Regions from separate parts of the Zea mays genome. Here region 2 is linked to region 1. Evidence: chromatin contacts called from public Hi-C data. All regions are on one chromosome and are shown on one strand. Each heading gives the region's core, a stretch centred on a gene start, on an enhancer-like site or on the middle of the called end of the contact. The rest is flanking DNA. Distances are from core to core; before and after follow the strand shown.

Region 1 (3,167 bases), core at 225-2,724:
AATGCACAAAATTTCCCCGCAATAACATGTGGATTTTTGCAGCCAAAGAGCATTCTTTGCATGGAAATGAGCAAAAAGCTAAGGGGTATTGAATCAAATTAAGTACTCACCAATGTGATGCAACGACTCCTGCTTCCAAAAACCCACCAGCCTCTGCAAAGATAGATTAAAAAAATTAGTGCATGTCATAGATATCCAGAAAATCGAGTGACAACATGGTAGGTATCAAACATGAACTAAAACAATAAAGACACCACTAGCCTTATCATAAACTAACAAAAACAGAAAACAATAAATAGGGCAACAATTCTGCAACTGCAGATTATTACCTCTGTGGGAAGGCGAAGCTGCTCCTCAGAGAAGGAGGACGCAGCTACGGTTGTATTGGTGAACTGGGAGAGGTGGTGCCTCGGATCCATGACTTGAAATGGCATCCTGCAGGCGTCCAGACCATATAACGTGTTAGGCACAAACCTAGACAACAGCACCGTATCTCAATTGCCCAGGATCAACGCAAAATTAATAAAACTTGCGGAAAAGATGAAGTGTCGAGGGGTTAACATGACGAATAGGAGCAATTTTACGGGCAGAAATCTGTCAATCCATGACAACCGAGCCACAGGGCAGCAGAGAAAAAGGCGGATTTTAGCTCGTGTGAGCTTCCAAAGTCAATACTTCTGAATCAGAACCAGTAGGTTTGACAAACCAGAGTGCGAATCCCACAAATTTGAGAGAAATGTTTAATTTCCCCCAATACGACAGCACAGAAGATGTAAAATTTAATGCGCCTCGGGCTCTACGAGCTCCAAACCAGCAAGTCCCTAGTGATCAAAGAAACCATCAAAATAAAACGAGGAATTCCCGGCAGAACACAACCCAAAATAATTGTCAGACCCCGAATTCAAGCTCAGGTTACATACAGCAAGCAAGGACACCCACGAAACAAAACGACTTATACGAGAGCTTTCAAAATTTCCCAAAATTGAAACATCCCAAACAGAAACCATCCATGTAGAGAACGGAAAGCGAGTGGGGGCTCACCAGATCGGTGCCTGCTGCCACCACCTCCTCCTCTTCAGAGCTCAAAAACGGTGCCAAACTCGCAGGCAGCGGGAGCAGGCGGAAGAGATGCCCCCATGCCACGCAACCGGGACCCTGTCCGAGCTCGAGCACGGGTGGATCACGCGGCCTTACGGTCGTCCCGGGACCCAATGCGACGCCGGGGCTGCACACCCTGGCCGCGTGGGGGAGGGCGAGCGAAGAAAAAAGCTACGGACACCTATCTAACCCTAGAGCCACGACGACGGCGAGCCCCCGGGCGCTGGCCCCCATTCCGGCGCTCGCCTAGGTCCCCCTGCTCGGCCCCCTTGTGATGTGCCCGCCGGATTTCTTCGCCGGAAGCTTACTGGCTCCGGCGAGGAGGCGGTGGGTGTTGAGACGAAGGGGAGACGCGGGCCTCGCAGGGGAACAGCAACTACCTACCCAAATGCGGGCGGCAAGAGACGGGCGGCACGCCCTTTATACCGTACCCTGCGGTTACGCCCGGTGACTGCCACCGCGGAGCACGGGACCGCGGCGCGCGCGGCTGTCCTGGGGCTTGTTCATACCACCTGAAACTGACGAGATGTGGCCCACTCTAGGCGGGCTGTCTTGTCAGTGACTTGATACAGGGGTGGGACCAGTACTGCAGTGGGATCGACGGAAGAGAGCGGTGCATTGGTGTGCGGTGGGTTCAAATTTGGGTGGTGGGAGTTGGGGGAGGCGACGGCTTTGGGCTGAGTTGGTTAGGACGGGCGGCAAGCCTTGCTGCTTGCTTGCTTGCGCCAGATTGTTCTCCTCTCACTCACTGCTTGGATTAGCCTCGTTCTAGTGCAGCATCCTCCTCTCGTCCATATCATATCAGCTCTCGACTTCACTTCATCTCTAATGCTCTAGTACATAGATTGTAGCAGACTACAGCCTCTATAGCTTTTTTATTTCAGAATTAAGTAATTCACGCACGTTTATTTGAACGCTCAGAAATCGCACAACATAATGGAATGGTTTGTGTAACGAGCTCCATCCGCGTAGGGTATTTCTAAAGAGATTGGGGTGAAATTTGTGGTTTTTGCAATTTTTTTAAATTTTTTGGATCCAAAAATGGCTAGTTGCAACGACTGTTGAATTAATGTGGGTCTGGCACAAATTAATATTCAATAATAGTTAATGTTAAAGGCTCATTTTAATGCTACAGTGTACTAGTACTTTAGTACCATACCGGAAGTTCAAGTGACAATTCAATCAACTTAAATAGAAGTATCATTGGTGCATCTATTGATAAAGCTGAGAAAATGATGAAGGACTATCATGCGCGCGCGCCGCCGCCGGCGGGGCCGTGGTGGATCGGACTTTGATCCGAATATTCCGTCCTAAGGGTTGCATATTTTGCCTAGAGTAATGACAGTCCATTATTATCGTCTGTTACTGGTTGTTTCCTGTGTTATGGCTATAACGGACGGGCTGTAATGGTTGTCGGCTAGTAACGGACGTCACTAATGGTATCAATTTCTGGCTGTCTATAACGGTAGCTCTGATGGTGACTGTTACTGTCTGTTCACCTCCCTCTGCGCGTGTACTTATATGGAGGAGTGGAGGCTGCTTCTATTCACAGTACGCACGTAGAGTCTCAGACGCGTTGCACACAGCCATTCTCGTCCCACCTTCTGCGAGCACAGAGAGTTTGGGAGAGCAGGCCTCCGAAATCGCTGTCTGTTACTTGCACAGGTGTGCGGACGATTAGGTTTTTGGGGAGCGTACTCACGACTGCTCGCTTCGTCCGCTGAATCAACGCTGATCAAGTTCCTCGTCGCCGGCGTCGTTCGAGGGACTGCACTACGTACATCTGTCTACATCGACTGCGTATGACTACATCGAACATACACATGAGATGTCTCGTGTGAATAGAGCCACTGATGCCTTGCAACATCGGTCCCTCCACAGGGTACACTCTGTTCTTAGTATTTGTGTATAATTTACTGTTGTTTACAACTTATGTGAGTAGTGATACACATATGCACATACATGTCATCACATACATCACTGTGATTTTCTGGATTAAATTAAAACTGAAAATGCATATTTCTCTAACAATCCAAAAACCTGATATTAGGCATTTTTCTGTTAGTGGT
Region 2 (3,242 bases), core at 136-2,635, 950 kb after region 1:
CTACATGAAATCTGTGGGTAAAACAAAGTCCCAATTCTACAACAGTGCAATTTGCTAATAGCACTATTATCTCACCGCAGATAGGTCGCACCTGCTGAACTCAAAAGTTACCTGGCCTGTGCTCTCAAGGCGGCCCTTGTAAACACGTCCAAAACCTCCCTCTCCCAGGAAGCACTCGGGCCTGAAGTTCCTGGTGGCGGTAGCAAGCTCACGGAAGGTGAAAGTTTGCGCTGAGATGGCATTGCCATTGGCATCCTTTGGCACCAAAGCCTCTTTGGTGAGCCCATTGCTCTTTACTCTTGCTTTCTCAGCCGCTGCACACATAGACAAGTACAAGAGGTAGATTCAGTAAGCTCATCAGCAGTCCGACTCAGACAAAAGAGAATCACTATTCAAAATAGCATGTCCTGGTTGCATCAGTCCACGAGTTTATCACCCCACAACCTTTACATCTCTCCGAGGCCTAAGGTAGTAAATGAACCTAATTTGCAATAACTAACAATAGAAAGTTCCTACTTCTTTTCCCTTTACCTATCGAGAACCTGACGCTAATTCAACACGCAAAGATGGCCACAAGCTACACGGAGCACTACTAAATCAGATCAGGCAGGCCCGGTGCGGTTGAACCACCACGCGGGAGATCAACCACCTTGCCGGGATCCAGTCCACCCACCCACCCCAAACCGTGGAACACGTAGCTCAGCGCGGAGCACGTCGCGCACCTGCTGAGAGCTTCTCGACGCGCGGAGCCGCCATGGGCGCCTGCTGCAGGTCCGGGTACCCCCTGTCCCCGTGCCGGCCGATGCTGACGCCGGCGCCTGTGCCGTTTCCGTACGCCGCGACGGCAGAGGACGTGCCGCCGTACCCACCGGCGCCACCGAATTTGGGGTTAAGCTGCTCATCTGCCGGGGAGTCGAAGCACGGGAAGCAGCCCATCGCCGGCCAGGAAGAAACACCAGGTCGCCGCGCTACTTAAAGGTGCAACATTCCTTTCGCTTCCGCCTTCCTGCTTTGCCGCCGGAAACTCTGATTGCGCCGGGACGTGGAGGTGGATGGAATGGGATCTTTTCCGGCGAGGGGATCGAGGGAAGGGAGGACGGGGGAAAGCGAAGGGGAGGAGAAGGGAAGGAAAGGTGCGTTTTTTATTTGGTTTTTGGAGCGGAAGCGAAGGTAGCGAACAGGAATTCAGGGAAGGTGGACTCGGGCACTGGGCTCGGCTGGCCCTCGAGTGTATTCGCGGCGCGGGGAGGGGCAAGGCAGCCGTCCAACACGCGGTTTTGCCCGTGTTCAGACTGGGGTGCGGGATACGTACTTCACTTTGTTAACCATTTTTTATGGGGCGGGACAAGGAGGGTGTTTGTTATAATCTGTCTAGATTACCTAATTTAATAAATTTTGAATTAAGTATTAGTTTAAAATTTATTGGATTATATAATCTAGGTATGTTATAATCTTAAATCAACACTCTAAAATATATGTATGGTCATTTCGGCTCAACTTGTTTCAATTTTGTCACAAGCTAAACTAACATCTAAGCTCAATTTATTAATGAACCGAGATCAAACCAGATCATTAGCTCGATTGGGCTACATTTGTCAAGAAAACAAAGTCTTCACTTATGTTGAATGAACTAGTACATAATAAATTATGTTAATTTGGTGTTGGATTTGTTTGGGACTTGTTTTCAAATGCTATGAATTAAGAACAAGACAACCCAGAATGTTAAATGTTAATGTCCTTCGTCCTTCGAAACATTATCTCATTTAGGATATAATGATTTTCAGACGAAGGTCATGAAGGGCATACTTTCATCATCGTAGTATGTGTTAATAAGTGAAGAAGTATATGAAACATAAAAGACAACATGAACGATCACATAACATTATCAATTCATCCTCATTATATTTGTTGGGGGCTTCGTCCTCCGAAGGTCCTCAAAAACGTGATTTAACAATATCTTTCAAGTGTGACATATGAATAGGTACCTTCGGACTCGGGCTAAAAGCATGAACGATGTAAAGAACATGATCGTGACGAAGGTTGGAATTGCTCCGAAGCTACACGCAAGGGAGCTTCGGCTAAATGGCGGAAAAAGGAACCGACTTAAAGGGGAAAAGGCTATCTAGTCCTTATAGAATTGTATATAAGTCAATAATAAGTGTAAAGGGCATGTATGTAATTTCTCACAGGCCGCGTCCTGTGCCTATAATAGATGAACAGTACCCCCGTACTGTTCACGCTGACCTGTACTTGCTCGTGCGTCACGCTTGTACTTTTACCTTCTGTCAAGTCGAAGGTACATATGTCATTCAATATTGTCTTTACTTTTTCATGATAATATAATGAGATGAGAATGAATTGATAATGTTATATAATCGTTTATGTTGTCTCTTATATTTCATATGCTTCTCCTTTTATTAACATATATCGCGATGATGAAGGTATATCCTTCATGACCTTCATCTGAAGATCATTATATCCTAAGAGAAATAATGCTTCGAAGGACGAAGGACATTAACTTTTAACATTTTATGTTGCCTTGTTCTTAACTCATAGCATTTGAGAACAAGTCCCCAACATTGGCGCCCACCTCCGGTGAACCCTTTTCGACCACCTTCGACAAGCACTGACCTTCGTCATGCCACCAAAGAAAGCTTCAGCGCCAGGGGCTGCTGCGCTGCAACCACTGGACCCAAACCAGAAAACTCTTTCTCTTCGAGAGGCTCGAAGCCAGAAGAGGAAAGCCACCAGTCCAACACTCCAGGAGGAGGAGTTGGACCAAGAGATCAGGGACATGGAGATCATCCATCAGCAAGGACAAAGAAAGAAGGAGAAGATGGTGCGACTTGCTGATCTTCAAAGGAAGATCGACGAAGCCACAGAAGAAGTGTGTCATCTTGTTCAAGATGGACAAGATCGAAGGATCCAACACAGGGAGCTTCGTCAAGAAGGCTTATTCAACGAGAATGGATGGTATGATGATTTTAATCATGATGTCTTTACTTTTGATGATGCTTCTCCCTTGGCAGCAGAACTGCAGGCTACCCCATGGCCCCCATCATACAAGCCACCTCAGCTCCCCATGTATGATGGGCACTCAGATCCAAAGCAGTTTCTGATGAGCTACGAAGCAACTATATCTTCGTATGGGGGCAATACTGCAGTCATGACGAAGTCCTTCATCATGGAAGTCTGGAATGTAGCCCAAACATGGTATTCTTCTCTTCGGCCAGGGACTATCA

Evidence for each region. A called contact is a pair of places that touch in the nucleus more often than the background predicts.
Region 2: a Hi-C map of ear shows a contact between it and region 1, with 1.9 times the contacts expected there. The contact joins the promoter of LOC100283091 here to the promoter of LOC103653544 in region 1. A contact is called at or near these places in 3 of 25 Hi-C or Micro-C datasets (ear, leaf mesophyll and tassel).

Annotation. Positions count from the first base shown.
Region 1 is chr4:99,148,206-99,151,372 of Zm-B73-REFERENCE-NAM-5.0, forward strand. LOC103653544 (protein MEI2-like 4) reads right to left here and starts at 1,475. Exons shown (of 15, transcript NM_001329435.1): 1 at 1,042-1,475; 2 at 330-435; 3 at 111-153. The coding sequence starts at 434.
Region 2 is chr4:100,095,947-100,099,188 of Zm-B73-REFERENCE-NAM-5.0, forward strand. LOC100283091 reads right to left here and starts at 1,386. Exons shown (of 5, transcript NM_001412293.1): 1 at 723-1,386; 2 at 76-314. The coding sequence starts at 936.